Regions from separate parts of the Arachis hypogaea genome. Here region 2 is linked to region 1. A link is a contact called in public Hi-C data. All regions are on one chromosome and are shown on one strand. Each heading gives the region's core, a stretch centred on a gene start, on an enhancer-like site or on the middle of the called end of the contact. The rest is flanking DNA. Distances are from core to core; before and after follow the strand shown.

Region 1 (3,901 bases), core at 1,110-3,609:
CACATGGTAATCCTTCAGGTAATACCTAAGCCCCCTAATAACAACAAGGTGACAAAGTCATGTAGAAAAACCAAGATAACACCAACATCAACCACCATCACCACCACCACCACCACCATGAAAGATCAAAAGGCCATGACTGAAGTGATTGATTTCAACTGAAAGATTTTGAAGTTGAAAGAATATTCTCAACTTTGCTTTCACTTTTGGTTGTTTTAGTTTGGTTTTAATGGAGATTTCCCTTGTTGCTCTTAATCTTATGCTGATAATAATGTATTTAAATGATGATCACTTTCTTATGTTATGTTGCAACTTAATCAGACATTATAAAGTTGGGAAATATGACATGCTTTTTTGGCATCTAAAGTTTGCAATTAATTACTCAAAGTTTTATGTTTAGTTGCTTAATTAGACATTTTATTGTACTTGTCAAGTTGTTCTAAGTTTCGGATCACATTATGGTCTATAGATGTCAATATTTGGACTAAGTTTTAGGAAAATTCGACATGAAAAATTAATCGATATAAAGTTGAGGAAATCATAACAAAGAGAATACACTTCTGATTAGGAAAATATTGTTGACATTATTAAATTATAAATTTAAGTGAATTTTCAATTTTATTTTGGTAAACATTACAATAAATGCAAATACAATCTAGTCTAGAGTGGATAGAAGTTGTTCATTTTGGATATGAATTTTTTTAGTTTGATTGAACATTTTTTTCCTTCTAAATTTTTGGTATTACTTAAACTTTGAATATGGTAACTTTTATGAGATTTACTGGTTTGACATTTATATGCTTACAACCATATTAGGTAGGGCTGGAAGTGAGTCGAGCTAGACCAAGCTCAAGCTTGGCTCACAAAAATTGAGCTTGGTTCACGACTCGACTCATTAATAATCGAGCCTATTTCTTAAGCTCAAGCTCGTCTCACCAAAAGCTCACGAGCTGGCTCAAATAATAGAAACATAAATACATAATCTATAATTCTATATCAATAAATTATAACTTATATATTTTAAAAAATATTAAAAAAATCAATTTTATATATTGTTATCTATCAATAAATTATAAAATTTTTATTTATGTCCTACATCAAAATTATATGTAAAAAATAAATATGAAATTTTAAATAAGTAAGATCATTAATATATATAATTATATAGTACTATTTCATATGTATATATATAATATTCAAAATAAACAATCGAGCCTATTTCTTAAGCTCAAGCTCGTCTCACCAAAAGCTCACGAGCTGGCTCAAATAATAGAAACATAAATACATAATCTATAATTCTATATCAATAAATTATAACTTATATATTTTAAAAAATATTAAAAAAATCAATTTTATATATTGTTATCTATCAATAAATTATAAAATTTTTATTTATGTCCTATATCAAAATTATATGTAAAAAATAAATATGAAATTTTAAATAAGTAAGATCATTAATATATATAATTATATAGTACTATGTCATATGTATATATATAATATTCAAAATATTGATTAAATGCATATAGGATATGTGTATTAATAATTATATATATATAATCGAGTCAGCTCACGAGCTAATGAGCTGAGCTTATCCAAGCTCAAGCTCGACTCATTTAATTTATGAGCTCAATTCCAATCTCAAGCTTGGCTCATTAGCTCACGAGCTTAGCTTATCGAGCTATTAACGAGTCGAGCTCGATGAGCTAGCTTGACTTACTTCCAGCCCTAATATTAGGTATATACAAAAAATTAATCATCTATACAACATACATATTGCAATATAAAATATATATTAAAAATAAATTAAACACCACATATATTTATACATAAATAAATATTACTAAATTGGTATTAATTTTTTGTGTATATATAATATTTTTTATATAAATAAATAAATAAATAATATAACTTTTGTATTGAACCATTGAATGAATTGAGGAGATTGAATGAAGGTCTCTGTTAATACTTAATACGTTTTTTTTTTGTTTCTCACAGTATCCTCATCCTGATAGGCTAAGGACTAATTCGCCGTGGTACTGAGATTTATTTAAGGGTTTGTCGTTAGCCAATTACTTAATTATTATTTCCAAATCAAAAATAGAAAACAGATACCTCTTTCTCTTTTTTTTTTTTTGTCAAGAAAATACCACTCTTTCAATAAAGTATTTAGAATAATGTTATGAAAATCGAATCGGACTGACCGATCGAATCAGTTCAACTAGAAACCAGCAAAGAAATGATCCGAGTCAGTGTGTAAAACCGCCCAATCAAAATCGCTCGAGAACTGATGAACCGGACGGTCGGACCGGACCAGAACCCGGCCGGTTAAAAAAAAACGTCGTTTCCTTCCTTGAAAGGGAAAAAGGGATTGCAGTTGCACACGTTATCCCTCCTTCCTCAACTACTTCCTCCACCAAAGAAAGCAAACCCTAGCCTCCACCAATCGTTGTCGCCGTCTGTCGGAGTGAGAGACTGCGGCGCCGTCCGTCGTACTCAAGAACTTCCGTCTTCGTGCTCTCGGGCCTCTCGCCGGATCCTCCGCGTCGTGTGCTCGCATCTCGCCTCTCTCCTCTGTGCTCGGCTGCTCGCGCCTCCCTCCGCCAGTGAGTGCTCGAGCTGTGCGTGTTGGTTGCTGCGCGTCGTGTTGGCTTTGCTCGATTCTGCCTCCCAGTCTCACTCGAGTCTCGTCTCAGTCACTGGCATCTCGTGGTTCGTCTGTCTCGTCGCCGGCGGCAGAAGCAACTCGTGGGGTTGTCTCTTGCTTCGTCGCCTTCCGTGGGGTGGTAGCCGACTCGCCGTCGACCGTTGGTGAGTCCGTGCACCATCGCTTCTCTGTTCTCTCTTTTCCAGATTTCCCTTCTCCCTGTATTTTTGCATGTTGCTGAATTGCTAATCAATAAATTTGCCTTGTTGCTGATCTGAATGTTGTTGTAATTCGGGACTTTACTAGGATTTGTTAAATTTGTTGCTGTAACTTGAATTTGTTGCTTCCCAGTCACAGAATCAGAAGAGAATGCTCATTCAGTGCTTGGTTGATTGGCTTTGCTCACTGATTGTATTTGATGATAAATTTTAAATTTGCACTGCCTATGTTACTGACTCACTGTTCCTTCAGTGCTTTTTGTTGTTGTTAATTATTGTGATGAGCTTTGTTAAAATTGGGTTGAAAACTGGTAATCTTTCTTCATTTTTCATTGTTCTTAGATTCTGTTCTTATTAAAAAATTTGCAATTGGTGATCTTTTGATTTATTCTATGCTTCATGTTTTTAATTTCACTGATTGTTCTTGACATTAAAGTTTGTGAAGCTGTTGAGGACTTGAAGCTTGATAAATTGACTACAGAAATGATTGTATGCTTGATCACTCCCAATTGAATATTATTTGTATTTAAAATTTTGCATAGTCAGATTATGAGAATGTAATATTGATGAACTGAAATAGTTGTGGGAAAAGTGCTTCTGGGGATAGAATGCCACTTTATTTTACGCAAATTAAGTACACGAAGTAAACATTGAAACCATCAACTGAAAAATAAAAAATAATATAGACTAATTTGAAGTGAAATGTTGGTCTATCCTACATTATTCCTACCCAAACAAGTTTGTAGGAATTTATAATTGATAAAGTAAGAACATAAACCATGAAACTGTGGAGGGATGTGGATTGTTCCCACTCCTACCTGCTAGTATTGCTTGGGGAATAATGACTAGAGGAATAAACAAAACATTTTGATCAGACATTCAGTTTGTGCAAGAGTAACAGGTGAGTTTGGAAATCATATCATATACAACGAATTGTGGGAGTGAGTAATGGGATGTGAAAGAGAGATTAGCAAATATACATAAGCTTTGTGCTGAACTTGCAAGACATGATTTAGTGTCTTGTTGGAACCAGAAT
Region 2 (3,614 bases), core at 462-2,961, 92 kb before region 1:
GAAAAGAACTAGGGGACAATTTTTTATACTTCCAAAATAAAGGTTGTTTTCGTAACTAGAGTAAGTGCAATGAGAAGTATTGGAAATTTGTTAATAGGTATTGGCTATTCTTTTTTGGATCGCCAGGTTATTCCTGGATACGGACATGGTGTTTTGCGCAAAACAGATCCAAGATACACATGCCAGAGGGAGTTTGCTTTGAAGCATTTGCCAAATGATCCATATTTCCAGCTGGTAATTGTTTATTTCCTAATATCAATATTATTCTATTGCTTTGGAGAACTTTCCCGTTTTAGTAATATAATATTACTCACCTTAAAGAGGGGAGTGGGATAGAAGGTTCATAGGATGCTATAGTGCTATATTAGGGGAAGCACCACCTTATGCGTATATATATGTGAGAAAACATAGGAAGTGGATAACGGGGACTAGGGGAGTTAATGAGCGAACAAATGTTGTAACTAACCTTCCAAATGGCAAGTTAGGGGGGAGGGGGTGGGATTCTCATGATTGAGGCGAGGGAGGAGGATATTTAGGGTGCAGGAGATGGTGAGGGAATCATTTAAACTGTTGGAATAGGAGAATCAACTCTCTGGAAAGCTTGATACTATCACAGTTTCTTTCATTTTTCTCTCAAATTTTATAGTTTAGGAGGCCACACTGGTTTTGATTTAAATCTCAGTTTCGGCTACTGTTTCGTCTCTTTTCCCCATTTAGATACCATTTGTTACATCTAGTTTCATCAAAATCTAATTTGACTGTCACTGTTTCAGGTGTCAAAAATAAAAGAGGTTGTGCCTCCTATTCTCACCAAGTTAGGCAAGGTAATGTTGTGTTTGTTATCTTTTGATAAACATTCTGATACAAGGTGGTCTATGCTTAATGACTTACGGTAGTCAATGGTCTATTGGTAATCAATAAGCATTCCCATAGAATAATGAATTTAAAGTGCTTTGTTGACCTTTTGGAAACTTCTAATTCAATGGCATCACTCCGCCATTCTTGGTAAATTTCATTTCTAAAGTTTCTTAGTTCAAAAGAAAGAGGTAATATATATTTAAATGATGGAGAGCTGTAGCAACCATGCAGTTCTGTTTTTGTTCCATTCTATTTACTTTGCTTATTTCTTGCCCCACACGATTGATCCTTGAATCTGGATACACTGGTTCACGTTTTAGTTTTGTTCTGTCTGTGTTCTATTTATACTTTTTCTTATATATATATATTGAATAAACTATGATTTTCGCAGTTTAATTGATGAACCATATATAGCTGTACTCTTTGCTATCTTGCTATTAAGGTAATTTTTCCTTTTATAGTGATTAAATTTGAGATATTCTATGGTGGTAGGTTAAAAACCCATGGCCTAATGTTGATGCTCACAGTGGAGTGCTACTGAACTACTATGGTCTTACCGAGGAAAAGTACGTTGTTACTTCTCTTGCATATTTCACTTGTGATGATTTTCATTTTGCAATAATGGTGAATCTGATGATCTGCTGAATATTTTCGGCAGCTATTATACTGTTCTCTTTGGCGTGTCGCGAGCTGTTGGAGTTGGCCCTCAGGTTAGTTGTGCTTCGTTAGCTATACACTTTTTTTGTTGCGTAAGCTTTTTTTTTTTTTTTTTTTTGGACTTGGTGTTGCGTAAGCTTAACATCACTCTTCTTTATGGCTTCTTTATGGTGCATTACAGTTGATATGGGACCGAGCTCTTGGAATGCCACTCGAAAGGCCCAAAAGTGTTACATTGGAGAAACTAGAGCAATTGTGTGCCAAATAATCATATGGTAAAATCTGGGTACAATTTAAAAAAAAAAAAAGAGGAATATTCATTAGCTGGGCACAAGTCCCTGAGTTGTTTCATAAGTTTTTTGGTTTAGGTAAATGGTGTTCTATCACCCACGCAGTTGTCTCGCCACGTTTGAGCTGCATAAATTAGATTTCAGGGAGCATTCAGAATAAAGGAATTACTATTGTTTTGGGGTTATCTCCTTTCATAAATTTCAAAATGGGATTAAACCCTTCGGCTAGTGATCAATAACAAGTATTTACTTCGAGGAGTTAGATTTGAAACAGCATCATTCTGTGCTTTCTTTGGCTCTATTATAAATAAAGAGTATACATTACAAGATACCACAAAATATATTAAAAAAAAAAAAGGGATGCTTTAGCCTTTTAGGCCCCAAATGTGAAATGTGAAAATGAAACGATTGTAATAATTTTTGTAATTAGTTAAAAAATTGAAAATATGGTTTGATGGATTTTGTAATTCACCCAAAAATGTGCAAATATGATCCTAGAGTTGTGAAAAAATATATTAAAAAGCTTGCTTAATTCTAATAGGCAGTTCTAATTTTATAATCACAGGTAATATATTATCGTACAATGCTACTGTTCCGTGAATTATGTGAGACTGGCATGATTTGGCCTAAGGTCCACTCCTTAGATGTCTTTTTTAGTAAGGTGAAGTCTGAGTGAGAATGGGGATGGTATCTGTAAGGGAGAAATTTTGATATGGTATCTGTAAGGGAGAAATTTTGATATTTAAGTTGGTTGAGAAAAATCTGTGTGTGATGAGGTATTTATATAATAGGAATGATGACTTAATTATCACTTTGGAACTTTCCTACTTAGAGTGATGGGTAGTTATTTTCTATTGTTTAGGAAGGAGTTGTTATCTCATATTTCGAATAGTGGGCGAGTTTGTAGACATGCACATTAGTGTAGTTGAGAGGACTTTCTTATCGTGCAAGTCGAAACGAGTTTGGACTTAGGGATCCAAGCTTTAGTCAAATTGAATAACCTTAGTAAGATATGTTTCCTAAATTCTTTGAATTGGGCTTTTTAGTACTGGCATTAGCTGTGGGTCAGGGTATGAATAATACCGAGTCGTGTAGTTGGTACTCAAATCTTATTATTTTGCTACTACTTCAAGTCGGTTTTTCGATGAGATTTATTAGAAGAAGTCGGTTATCTTGGCGTGATTTTGATTGATGTAACATTTCATATTTTTGTAATCGTTTGCACACTTTTTTATTTTCCTTGGTAATTGTGCAGCATTTAAAGCATGATGATTTTATCTCTTTGTCCTTATAACTATATTAGCTTCTTCATACAAATTCTCCTTCTCCGTACAAAAATTTTTCACATTTCACTGAAACTGCTTTCCTCTAAGTTTCTTTCCTTCTTTTGTCAGAGTGACTTCATTTTCATCACTTCCCTTTCCACCGTATTCTTTTGCTTCCAAGAAATTTTTTTTATCATTGCTTTGGTGCTTCCAAAATTTTTTGGGTGTTTATTTTGCTTCTCTTGTCTTTCCAGCATTTCAGGTGGGTTCTTTTTCTCATTTTTTCTCATTTGCTATGGTTGAATTTTTTTTATCTGTTTTTTTATTTTGACAAAATGTTCAAGAAAAGGAATTTTTTTAGAATGATTTAGAGATTCTTAGTATTGCTTTCTTGTTGAATGTTACTACTTCACTTGAACTTGTGTTTGTGGGACATTTTTTGCTCCCAAAAAATACTGTTATCACTACTGATGAGTGCGTCATTTGCGTTTCTAGACATTGATGTGGCTTTAGTCATTAAAAATGACTTAGATTGGTTGTGTTT

Evidence for each region. A called contact is a pair of places that touch in the nucleus more often than the background predicts.
Region 2: a Hi-C map of an unstated tissue shows a contact between it and region 1, with 5 times the contacts expected there. The contact joins the enhancer-like site here to the promoter of LOC112770638 in region 1. A contact is called at or near these places in 2 of 8 Hi-C or Micro-C datasets (leaf and an unstated tissue).

The regions. Positions count from the first base shown.
Region 1 is chr18:105,882,191-105,886,091 of arahy.Tifrunner.gnm2.J5K5, reverse strand. It overlaps LOC112770638, which reads left to right and starts at 2,359. Exons shown (of 4, transcript XM_072226107.1): 1 at 2,359-2,811.
Region 2 is chr18:105,973,873-105,977,486 of arahy.Tifrunner.gnm2.J5K5, reverse strand. LOC112770988 (citrate synthase, mitochondrial) reads left to right here. Exons shown (of 21, transcript XM_025815522.3): 16 at 127-234; 17 at 774-824; 18 at 1,351-1,424; 19 at 1,517-1,568; 20 at 1,697-1,790; 21 at 1,884-2,081. The coding sequence ends at 1,783. Among protein-coding and RNA genes, the nearest start is that of LOC112771379, 6.7 kb to the right of the region's middle. Within about 2 kb of position 1,711, at least 2 of the 3 cell types and tissues checked have open chromatin away from gene starts, as enhancers often do.